Regions from separate parts of the Sus scrofa genome. Here regions 2 and 3 are each linked to region 1. A link is a contact called in public promoter capture Hi-C data. All regions are on one chromosome and are shown on one strand. The core of a region is the stretch at or near the end of the contact, and the rest is flanking DNA. Distances in the headings are between cores, read along the strand shown.

The links. Promoter capture Hi-C pulls out the DNA fragments that hold promoters and counts their contacts.
Region 2: a promoter capture Hi-C map of fetal liver shows a contact between it and region 1, with 2.3 times the contacts expected there. The contact joins the promoter of ALDH16A1 here to the promoter of CPT1C in region 1. A contact is called at or near these places in 1 of 5 promoter capture datasets (fetal liver) and 1 of 2 datasets of contacts at active chromatin or transcription factors (alveolar macrophages).
Region 3: a contact with region 1 is called in a promoter capture Hi-C map of fetal liver, with 3 times the contacts expected there. The contact joins the promoter of CCDC155 here to the promoter of CPT1C in region 1. A contact is called at or near these places in 1 of 5 promoter capture datasets (fetal liver), 6 of 47 Hi-C or Micro-C datasets (alveolar macrophages, heart right ventricle, liver and 2 more) and 2 of 2 datasets of contacts at active chromatin or transcription factors (alveolar macrophages and skeletal muscle).

What each region holds. Positions count from the first base shown.
Region 1 is chr6:54,731,171-54,734,791 of Sscrofa11.1, forward strand. It overlaps CPT1C (carnitine O-palmitoyltransferase 1, brain isoform), which reads left to right and starts at 1,531. Exons shown (of 19, transcript XM_021094747.1): 1 at 1,531-1,806; 2 at 2,804-2,958. It overlaps ADM5 (adrenomedullin 5 (putative)), which reads left to right and starts at 439. Exons shown (of 2, transcript NM_001099939.1): 1 at 439-729; 2 at 953-1,368. The coding sequence starts at 659. The coding sequence ends at 1,205.
Region 2 is chr6:54,527,584-54,531,764 of Sscrofa11.1, forward strand. It overlaps ALDH16A1 (aldehyde dehydrogenase family 16 member A1), which reads left to right and starts at 1,956. Exons shown (of 18, transcript XM_021094740.1): 1 at 1,956-2,130. The coding sequence starts at 2,041. PIH1D1 (PIH1 domain containing 1) reads right to left here and starts at 1,174. Exons shown (of 9, transcript NM_001244978.1): 1 at 771-1,174; 2 at 401-467; 3 at 1-29. The coding sequence starts at 860.
Region 3 is chr6:54,475,053-54,478,683 of Sscrofa11.1, forward strand. It overlaps CCDC155 (protein KASH5), which reads left to right and starts at 1,937. Exons shown (of 20, transcript XM_005664724.3): 1 at 1,937-2,125.

The DNA.
Region 1 (3,621 bases), core at 281-2,780:
CTGTCCGTGGCCCTGGTTGGGGTGTCAAGGCCGCCTGCCCCTCATGCTCAGCTCCACCCATCCCTCTCCCAGGATGGTGACCATGCCAGAGCCCACACTTCCTCTGCAACCTTGGGGCCTCCCTTTGCCATCTGTCCCAATTGCCAATGTCCCACGTTGCCCAGCCCCCCCCCCCCTCCCCCCGAGAACGATCGTCTGTCCCCTAAGACTGCGGTCTCTCCAGCTTCTGGGCTACTCAGGTCCCCAGCAGATGAGAGGGTGAGGTGCTGCCCTGCCTCCACCCCTTCCTGGAAGCCTCGCAGCTGCGTCGGTGGCCGCTTGCAGGTGTCGGCCGCCCCGCCCCTCCTTCCTGCGCCTTAAAGGGGTCGCGTCTCCCGAGGCCTCCCAGGGGCATAGGCCGCATCGCGGCGGGACCCGCACACCCGTGAGGGCTCCGTACCCACGGTGCGGAAGGTGGGCGTCTGGCTCCTAAATCCTTCCCTTCTGGCGTGGTGTGGCTCTTTCGGCCTCAGTTTTTTCCTCCTGAGAAGTGGGGACGCCCTGAGTCCTCGCGCTAAAGCAGGCGCTCGGGGGATTCTCCAGACCCGGGGAGTTGGGCGGGGCCGGACCCCGGAGGAGCCGCTCGACTCGAGGGGTTCCCCCCCCCCAGCCCCTTACGATGACCGCCCATATCCTCTTGCTGTGGCTCTTTGCTTCCTCCATCCTGGGGGACCCAGACTCCGCGGGCAGGTGAGAAACGCTGGTGGCTGCGGGGACTGGGTGGGAAAAAGACCGCGAAAGGCATGCGCCCTCTCTAGGCGGCTTTCCGCGTCGGTGCCTCGGGAGGATGGGTGGGGTGGGAAGATGATCTGCAGACGCGGCCCGCCAGTTTCGGACTTCTGGGTCTCCCCATCGGGCCGCATTTCTCGAGTGCATTGTTTGAATCGGCCCTTCTCCCACGCTCCATCCCCAGGCTGACCCGGCACCAGGTTTCCCTAAAGAGCGGGCGCCTGTGTTCCCTGGGCACTTGCCAGACGCACCGCCTGCCAGAGATCATATACTGGCTCCGTTCTGCCTCCACCAAGGAGCTCTCAGGGAAGGCTGGCCGCAAGCCTCAGGACCCCTACAGCTACGGGCGGCGGCGGCGGCGGCGGCGGCGGCGGGAGGCCAGACTCCTGCGGCGTCTCCAGGACCCCAGCCTGCGCAGAGCGCAACTTGCTGGGTGACATTGGGCACATCTCTACGCCTTCCCTGGCCTCAGTTTACCCATCTGTGTATTGAGGCTGTGACCTCAAGTTTCTTTTGCCCTAACTCCATCCACCTCCCCAGACTGCAATTGGGCTGGACCCACGTGCACACCGGACCCAGGCTGGACAAAAAATGTTAACGTCCAGAGCTGAATAAATATACGAGAATTCCATGTTTCAAGTCTCTGCTTGTCTGTGCCTATTCTGGCCTCCCAGCCTGAGCCTGGTCCCTAATATATTCTCCCCTTTATCCATGCACCATTTTCCCCTCACGGAAGTCGCTCTGCCTAACTTGAATCCGAGCCGTGAAGCGCCTTCACGCCAACTCAATCCATGCAGTTGCACTTTCCGTGGGTGGTTTTGCTGGGTCAACCCGACCCCAAAGCAGCCCTCCTCCCTCCCGAGCGGTAGGGCTGAGATTCGCTCGGCTCCCACGCGCGTGGGCCGAGTTCCAGGCTGAGCCTCCTTCCTCAAAGAGAAAGAGTGAAAAAGACAAAGAGCGGACTGGGGAGCCGAAGAACCCGGGGTTCGGAGAGCGCTGCGTAGAACCGGGGCGGCCCAATTGTGGAGCATCGGGCGGGTAGGAGTCTGAGGGCTGGGGATCGAACGGATGGAGGGGATTGGACGCTGGAATTCGAAGGGGGCGGAGAGAGAAGATTGGGAGGGGCGGGGATAAAACCCGGGACTAGAATATCCGGAGAGGCAAAGGCGAGACAGAAATTGGGGTTCTTGGATGTTGGATAGTCAGAAGCAGACAGGAGCTCTGAAGGTCCGTCGACCCAGTTGTGGCCTCGTAGCACTGGAACTGGACATAGGCAAGTGGGAGGCATGGGTCCGGAGCTCTAAATCGGGGGTCGCCCGTGTACTCCCGCTAGGATCAGATCGGCAGACCCCTGACTCAGCGTGGTAAGTGCCGGACTTAGAGCGGCCCGAGCTTCTGCTGGAGCTGGAGGATTGTGTCGGGCTGGGAGTGCAGGCCTCTCCATCACCTGTCCTCGACGCTCGCCTCTGCCCTCAGCCTCCGCATCCCTGCCTGCGAGGCATGCGCAGTAGGGGTGCCCCGCCCCCGCTCATCCCTTTCAGCCCCGGAAGGGGGGGAGGGGACGTTGGACCACCCCAGAGAGGATGGCTTGGTAGAGAGCCCCCGCCCAGCTGCCCCCTCCCGACACTCCCCTCCCAGCTCCCTGGAGGGGGAAACGGAAATGGTGTGGAAGATGCCAGCGTCCGGCAGGTGTTCATTTCAAAAGGGTTTGGGTTTAATGTTTTTCCGGAGACTTCGCAACTCACCCTGAATTGAATCGGTTTTCCGCCCCGACCCCCGAATCTTGGACGTCCATTGGGGAGGGGGCACTGTCCCCGTCACGTTCTCAGAATAGCCGCAGAAGAGGTTAGAGCGAATTACCCCTCCTGCCTCTCTGTGCGTTCAGTTGAAGTCCCCCCACACCAGCGTCTAAGGCCAGGACCCTCACGACCCCTCAGGTGGTTAGGGAAGGATAAGCTGGCGTCCTATATTCCTGGATCTGCGGGGGCGGAGGGGAGGGTCTGGAGAATGACCGTCTGTCCTTCCCCACCCCCAGGGCTGGAGCGTGACATGGCCGAAGCGCACCAGGCCGTGGGTTTCCGACCCCCGCTGACCTCGGACGGGGGAGAAGTGGAACTCAGTCCCCCATTGTTGCAGGAGATCTACCTCTCCGGACTGCGCTCCTGGAAAAGGCATCTCTCCCGTTTCTGGGTGAGGAGGGCTGCGCCTTGGTTTCCTTCCGGGAATACAGTTACCTGCTTCCGGGATGCTGGAGCCCCACTTCCGGCATCCTGGTGGTCCCACTTCTGGGAGCTTGTCATCCCTTCTGGGAATTTTGATGTCCACTTCCAGGACCCTTTAAAGCCATTTCCAGGTTCTCCGTGGCTTACTTCTGGGATCCTAAACCTCACCTCCTGGGAACCCTCATTCCTCTCTCCCTGGACCCTCTCCCCATGCCCACAAACACCAATTTCCCCTTACCTCTGGTGCATCTAAAAAGACCAAAAAACAAACAAAAAAATAAAATAAAAAATAAATTAAAAATAAAAATGGAGTTCCCGTCGTGGATCAGTGATTAACGAATCCGGCTAGGAACCATGAGATTGCGGGTTCAATCCCTGGTCTTGCTCAGTGGGTTGTGGATCTGGAGTTGCTGTAAGCTGTGGTGTAGGTCACAGACGCGGCTTGGATCCTGTTGCTGTGGCTCTGGCGTAGGCCCACAGCTACAGCTCCTATTTGATCCTAGCCTGGGAAACCTCCATGTGCTGCAGGTGCAGCCCTAGAAAAGACAAAAAATAAAATGATCAAAAAAGATTAAGAATGGTGCTCAGCAGATGGGATAAGTGATTGAATAGGTGCTCTCTCCTCTCTGCA
Region 2 (4,181 bases), core at 706-3,205, 200 kb before region 1:
TTCAGATGAGTTGGTCTTTATGCAGAAACCTGGAGCAAATGGGTTTGGCCGTGACCCTCTGTTGCTGCCTGGATCTCGGGGTCCAGCCTTCTTCTGATCTGTCGCCCTCCTTGAGTATTAGTCCTCCACTCTCTGGGGCTGTTCCCCTCCCCGCCCTGGAATTTCTGACTACCTTTGAGTCTTCGTCCCGCTGGTCACACCTGTCCTCCCTGCCTCTCTTTGGCTCTTGGCCCCTTCCCTGCTCTCTGGGTCTCCATCACTCCTCCCGCTCAAAGCCTCTCTACCCCACCATTACTGTTTCTCCTCCCTCCCTCCTCTTCCTGTGTCCCCTGCCCCCCAGTCAGGGTCCACCTCTCTCTGGGACACTATCTCTTTCTCTTTACGTTTCTGTCTTTCTCACCAGGTTGAGGTTGTATCTGTGTAGATTCTGGTCGGCTTGTTTGGGCTTGCTGGAGCTCCTTGGAGGCCTGTGTGAAGGAAAGCAATTTTCAAGTTTGGCCTTTGTGCTATCAGAACCCCCTCATTCGTTTCGCAAATGTTTACTGAGCAATTTTTATGAATACTAGCCAGGCAGGGCATAAGACATACTATGGCCCCTTCCTACCTTGAGGAATCTGAAGAACAAGCCCAATTTTGCTCCCATGTCTTCCAGAGACTAGCAAACTTGAAGGTAAACAACTACAATTCCCGCACGGACGGACACACACACACACACACACACATATGTATTCCCCGAATCCCCAGGGACCCAGGAGTGCGTTCAATCGCACCTGCAGCAGCAGCTCCTCGAAAGGCGTCGTCTCCGTGCCCATCGTCTCTGCTTCGTTTAGCTCCGGCACCAGCAACGTCGAGTCGGCCATGGCCCTGGGGGAGAGACCTTGGCGTCCTCAGCAACCCCGGCGTGGGGGAACCATCGGCGGGATCTGAACTCTGAGACTAGTTCCTGGGCCCTTAACCAAATCGCGACACCCACTATTCTGTATGAAAACCTGAGAATCTGGCCCGAGACACTTTCACTCAGACCAGATACTGTCGTCAAATCTCTTAAGAGCCAGTGTCTCTAGATGCTAAGTCCTGCGTGCCAAAGGTGCAAACTACAGCCACTCTTTTGATCCCTGCGTAATCAGGAACTTGAGTAAGTCACACTACCCCAACGCTTCATCAATCCTGCAACTGTATTCCGTTACCAATCACAGACCAATCTAGTCCAAGGCTGAAGCCACGCCTCTCATCTCAACCAATCAATACAAAGTCCTGATAGTCACTAAATGCCACACTTCCTGCGGGATTCAAGCCACGCTTCCGGCTCCTTCCGGATAGCCGACTCCGGCCAGTAGCTGGGCAAATCTGTCACACTTTAAGAACATTAATTTCATGGAGTTCCCGTCGTGGCGCAGTGGTTAAGGAATCCGACTAGGAACCATGAGGTTGCGGGTTTGATCCCTGGCCTTGTTCAGTGGGTTAAGGATCCGGCGTTGCCGTGAGCTGTGGTGTAGGTTGCAGACGCGGCTTGGATCCCGCGTTGCTGTGGCTCTGGTGTAGGCCGGTGGCTACAGCTCCGATTGACCCCTAGCCTGGGAACCTCCATATGCCGCGGGCGCGGCCCAAGAAATAGCAAAAAGACAAAAAAAAAAAAAAAAAAACATTAATTTCAGTGTCCATCCTAAGACTCTCTTTTGACCTCTGAACAACCACCTCGTTCCAGAACTAGATTCTATTCTCGATAAAATGTATTTAGGACTAAAAACTGCAATTCCGGTATCCAACACAAACAGGATAGCGAGACGCTGGAGCTCTCACAACTATTTGAAGTCACTCACACTTTCGTTCCCCATTCGCCCCGCTCTGAGGACTGCGCATGATCCAAACTACACTTCCGTGCGCAGACCCATGGGCGGGGTCACCAGGTCCTGGGCGGGGTTACGCTCTATCTCCCATAGCCCCGCCCTTTGGGTAGGAGGGGGCGGTGCTACCCTTCGGACCTCGAGGTTTCCTCCGGCAGAGCGCCCTGCAGTCGGTGGAAAGCGGCGGGGGAGCGCGATGGCCGAGACGTGTACAGGATCCCGCGCCAGCGAGATCTTCACCACGCTGGAGTACGGACCCGTGCCGGAGAGCCACGCATGCGCACTGGTGAGGGCTCGCCCGGCCCGCGCTGCCCATCCCCCTCCCCAGTCTTCGGAGCCGAGTTTTGCGCGCGGACTCCCACGATCCACCGCGGCAGCTCAGTAACTCCGCCCCTCTCAGCTCCCGCGATTCCCGCCACTCCTTAGGACCCACCCCTGGAGGATGGTTTGTTGAGCTTCTTAGAGTTGCTGCCTCAGCCCGATAGTCTCTTCTCATGAGGCCCAGTGGCTGTCCCGTTACATGGTCCAGAATTCACGGTGGTGCTTCGCCGAGGGTGCTTCCGAGAATCCCCCGAGGGGGTCCTGTGATTCATCAAGGCCCCCTCATAACCTCCCGCGATTCCCTGGGGGGCTCCCGTGATCTTCCGAGGACTCAGAACCCACGTGTAGACTTACCGTTGATTCCTCAGAACATCCTATGGCTCCCGAGTTTCCCCGGAATTCCTGGAGGGGCTCCCTTGATCAACCAGAGACCTCCAAAACCTCCGCGGAGCCGCCGTGATTCCTCAGGGTCACCTCAATACTCGTGGGGTTCCTATAGTCTCGGGAGTTCTCAGAACCCCAGAATACATCAGAACTTTCTGTAATAACCTTCAGCCCCTCAGAATAACCCCATGGGGCTCCCGCGACCCCTCCGTATTCTTCAGGACTTCCATAAGACTCCCGTGATCCCTCAGGGTCCCCCAAGAACGCTCTTGGGGTTCCCTATAAAAGTAGGGTGCCTCGAATTTTCTGTAACTACCCTCAGCATTCCCCCACGGGGCCATCATGAAGGCACAGGGCCCTCTAGCGCCCGGGCGTGAGAAGCTTGGCCTTTCCTGGAGGGAAAGAAGGAGGTTGGAATAATGGTGAGACCAGAGCCTGCCGTAGGCTCTGGAGATGGAGAGGAGGGAGTGAGGCAGAGACGCAGGAGGGACAGGGTTTGCGTGTTGAGAGGGCAGGGACAAGGCCGCGGGTCTGTGGCTGAAAATGTGGCCTCGGATTTAAGTCCCAATTAAGTCCTCGGAGACAGTTTTAAGGAAGGGAACAAAGAGCTTTATTGCTTTGCCACGCAAAGGAGGACACAGCAGGCTGATGCCACAAAACCATGCCCTGCCTGGAGAGGGGATATCAAGGAGTTTTACAGGTTTAGCTCGGGAGTCAGGGTTATTGATTGAGGGGTCCTTGTTACTCGCACCCATAGATCATTTCAGTGTCATCAAGGCCGGCATCAGCGGGTCCCGTGATGGTTTCTGGTTGTCTTCGTGCTTATCATTCCTTGACCTCTGTGGACTGAAGATTGCTTACAGGGAAGGGGTGTTAGTGCTTGAATTAGAAGAGAAAACACTAGGCGCAATATAACTCTAGAAAGTAACCGTGAGTAAAAGAAAGCAGTTAGCAAGGAAGAGATCATTTGTGAAAAACCGGACACTAGGTGCAAGATAATTAGAAAGTATTAGGAGTTCCCGTCATGGCTCAGTGGTAACCCGGCCAGTATCCGTGAGGACTCAGGTTCGATCCCTGGCCTCGCTCACTGGGTTAAGGATCCAGCATTGCCATGAGCTGTGGTGTAAGTTGCAGACGCAGCTCAGGTCTGGCGTGGCTGTGGCTGTGGCCAACAGCCACAGCCCTGATTCAACCCCTAGCCTGGGAACTTCCATATGCTGTGGGTTTGGCCCTTAAAAAAAAAAAAAAAGAAAAAGAAATATATAAATAATAGAAAGTAAATATTAGTAAGAAGTTAGTGGGCCAAGGTAGGACATAACATAATGGAGACTGTTTTAACTGGTTTTATTTCCCAATCGTTAACTCTTGAGTCAGCCTTTTTTTTTTTTTTTTTTGTCTTTTTTTTTTTGCCTTTTCTAGGGCTGCACCCGTGGCTTATGGAGGTTCCCAGGCTAGGCGTCTAATCAGAGCTGTAGCTGCCAGCCTATGCCAGAGCCACAGCAATGCCAGATCCGAGCTGCGTCTGCGACCTACACCACAGCTCACGGCAACACCGGCTCCTTAACCCACAGAGCGAGGACAGGGATCGAACCTGCAACCTCATGGTTCCTAGTCAGATTCGTTAACCACTGA
Region 3 (3,631 bases), core at 687-3,186, 260 kb before region 1:
GTTGCTGTGGCTCTGGTGTAGGCCGTCGGCTATAGCTCTGATTCAACCCCTAGCCTGGGAACCTCCATATGCCGCGGGAGCGGCCCTAGAAAAGGCAGAAAGACAAAAAAAAAAAAAAAAAGAAACTACATCCTCATGGATGCTAGTCAGATTCGTTTCTGCTAAGCCACAATGGGAACTCCTAAAACAGTTTTTTAATTATTTTAGTTTTCACAAAATTAACTTCCTCAAAAAAAAGAAAAAGAAAAAAAAGAAAAAGAAAAAGCAAGGAATACTGAAGGAATAAAATGAAAGAATTACATCATACTAATAAAGTTAACAGGGTCCACCACTTGAGAGCCACTGCCAAGAAAACACGTGGCAAACATTCTTTTGAATCTCATAAGACCACTGAGGTGGGTATTATTTGTTCTTATTTTAGGGAAGATGCTGAAGGTTCAGAGAGGTGAAATCACTTGCCAAAGTCACACAGCAATGGCGCTGGGTTGTCTCATTCCACATCTCATGCTTTTCACCACTCACCACATCACCTACCAAACAGGTTCTTTCCCAGATTTTTAACAAACCACCATCTAATAGCCAAAATAATAACCATCAATTAACAAGGATTACCACCTTAAGTCCTTGAGGTAACCTGAGAAGCAATTGTTATCTCCATTTCTGGGAGGAAAACTGAGGTTACGGGAAGGAAGCGATGGAGCCAAAATTCAAACCCAAGAATGTCTGACTCTGGTCTTATCACTCTACACTGCCCAGCAGTTCAGAGGCAAGGATACTGTCCATCCATTCGTTCATTCATTCAACAAAAAATTTTGGGGTGTACACACTGGACCAGCTATGTTTTGGTTCCCAAACAACTTCTTACTGCTAAGAGCTCACAACGGGGGAGGCGGTGGGGAGTGGGGGCGGAGGGAGGTGACAGTGCACAAACTTAGAGTAGATCACATGGTGAGACGTGCCACGAGGACCACTAAAAAACAGTAAGTGGATAGAGATGAGGATCTGAAGTGTAGACAGTGTGTCAGCGGAAGGCCTCTCTTAGGAAGTGACCGCTGAACGCATGATGGTGAGATGGAGAAGAGGATGCAAAAGGATGCCTTTTCAGAGTTCCTGTCGTGGCTCAGCGGAAAGGAATATGACTAGCATCCATGAGGATGCAGGTTCCATCCCTGGCCTCGCTCAGTTAAAGATCCGGTGTTGCCGTGAGCTGTGGTAAGGTCGCAGACCCGGCTCAGATCTGGTGTGGCAGTGGCGTAGGCTCCGATTCGACGCCTAGCCTGGGAACCTCCCTATGCTTCGGGGTGCAGCCCTAAAAAGACAAAAGGCAAAAAATAAAAATTAAAGAAAAAGGATGCCTTTTCTCTGTCTGGGCTAGCAAAGAGGCCGAGTGGGCATAACATCTTTTATCCCAAATGCCCCTCCCAGGGAGTCAATCTGGGCTGTAATCCTCTTCCTCTCTCTAGCCAGAAAAGCTGAAGGTATTTTTTCTCCACTCTCTCCGAAAGGGAATGAATTAAACGGTTTGGGAAAAAATTCTTCGGGGATCTATGACCCCTTCGTGACTGGAGCCCCAAAACGGCTCCGGAGGGGTGAGGCAGGACGGCATTGTGACGGTGACCGGCAGCCCAGCATTGAACAGAGGGCAAAACTTGGTGGCTCATAACAGCTCTCCCTCACTGGGGTCCGTTTCACCGAAACTTGAGCCCACAGAGAAGACCCAGTACAGGGGACGTAGGTGACCCCGCCGCCTCCTCTCAGTTGGGAACCCCTTCTGCCTTAGACGCTCGGCCAATACGCATGCGCCCGCCCCGCCCCGCCCCGCCCCACCAGGCGGGGCTCGCCCGCGGGCATCTCTACGCATGCGCAGCCTTGCTGGTACCTGCATGAGCGCGCGCCTCGCCCCGGTGTGCGCCTGCGTCGGGGGAGGAGCCCGGGAGGGGCGTGGCTTAGGCACCGCGTTCGCTCTCGGTCACGCCTCTGTTTCTTCGCTTTTTCTGGCGGGAAGAGCGCACGCGCGTCTCCTCACGACCCAACTGCCTTTTCCCGTTCGTGGCCTTCAGCTGTGTCCCGAGACTGTCCCGTTCGTGGCCTTCAGCTGTGTCCCGAGACTGGGCCGTGGCCTCAGGTGCGCTCCGGCCTTAGCGAGGTTCCCCAGAGTAGCCGCGTCAGAACTCCTCCTGACTAGCGAAGCCCCCAAATCATAGGCTAGAGCCCCAATGCAGAAGCCTCCCAAGCCTTGTAAAAAGCCTTGTTGAAATCCTGACCAAATTCCTTCAGAAATACTGAAAGGAACCCCCCCGAAATCTTATAGATGACCCCTGAAATCGCGTCAGAATCTTCTAGAAATTCTGTAGTCTTCCCCCTCAGAGCTTGTCAGAGAGCCCCCCTGAAGTCCCATTTCACTCCCTCTGTAAATCCTACTAGAAAGCCCCCAAGGTCCTCCCAGAGATCTCCAGAAGTCTTGTCACATCCACCAAAAATCATGTCAGATTCCCCTCCAAAATCCTGTCAGAAATGTCCGCCCCCCCAAACCCAGAGACTCCCCAGAAATCCAGTCAGAGACCCTCTTGAAATCCAGTTAGAGACCCCCTTATATCCCCAGAATTCCTGCCCAGGTCCTCCTGCTAGAATCTCCCCATCCAAGACCCCAAAGCCTCCCTGGGTCCCTCACCAGGAGTGTGTCCCCCAAACCCTGTCAGAGGCTCTCAGGGACCCTTCCCCACACAGGACCCACAACTATTGACCCTCTTCCGCCGCCCGTCCCCCCCCCCGCCTTGTCCACACCCTGAAAGGGTCTCTCTTCAAAGATCCCTTTTTCTAGGACCTTCTAAAAATGGCCAGGAAGCGTGCATGCCATAGCTGTAGCTCCTGCCTGGCACCAGGGAGAAGGGGGTATGGGGAGTACTGGGTGAGGAAAGGGGCTGTGCGGGTGGGGTGAGGACAGAGAGGCCCCAGGCAACCCTGCGATGACCATTAGCCCCAGCGTGCCCAGTTCAGCCCTGTGGGCACCATTGTCATCGTCAGGGCATCGTCAGGGCACAAAGGAGGGCGTCCCTAGCTGCTCCAGTGGCTCCGGGAAGGCTCCCCAGAGGAGTTTGCTGGGTCCAGAGAATGCTGGGTCTCCATAGGCCATGATGAGAGTGAGGGACCTAGAGGTTGGCCAGTGGAGAGAAGGGTGACAGAAGCCAGGAGCTGCAGGGACCAGTCTGTGTCACACCAGCCTAAGAAGCTGGGATGAAGAGAGAGGGGCTGAGGGCACTAGGGAGCCATGGAAGGGCTGGGAGCTGGAGAGAGACAGGGGTCAGACTCACAGCGGAGGCCAGCAGTTCAAATACAAGCTGATAGAGCAAGGATGTTAGTGCCCCAGGGCAGTGTGGGAGCCCAGGGACCGTGCATCATTCAGAAACGTTTTCAAGGGAGTTGTGGCTCAGCGGGTTACAAACCCAACTACTATCCATAAGGATGTGGGTTCGATCCCTGACCCCTCTCAGTGGGTTAAGATCCAGCATTGCCATTAGCTGTGGTGTAGGTCACAAGCGTGGCCTGGATCTGGCGTTGCTGTGGCTGTGGTGTAGGCTGTGGGCTACAGCTCCCATTCTACCCCTAGCCTGGGAAGCTCCATGTGCCACAG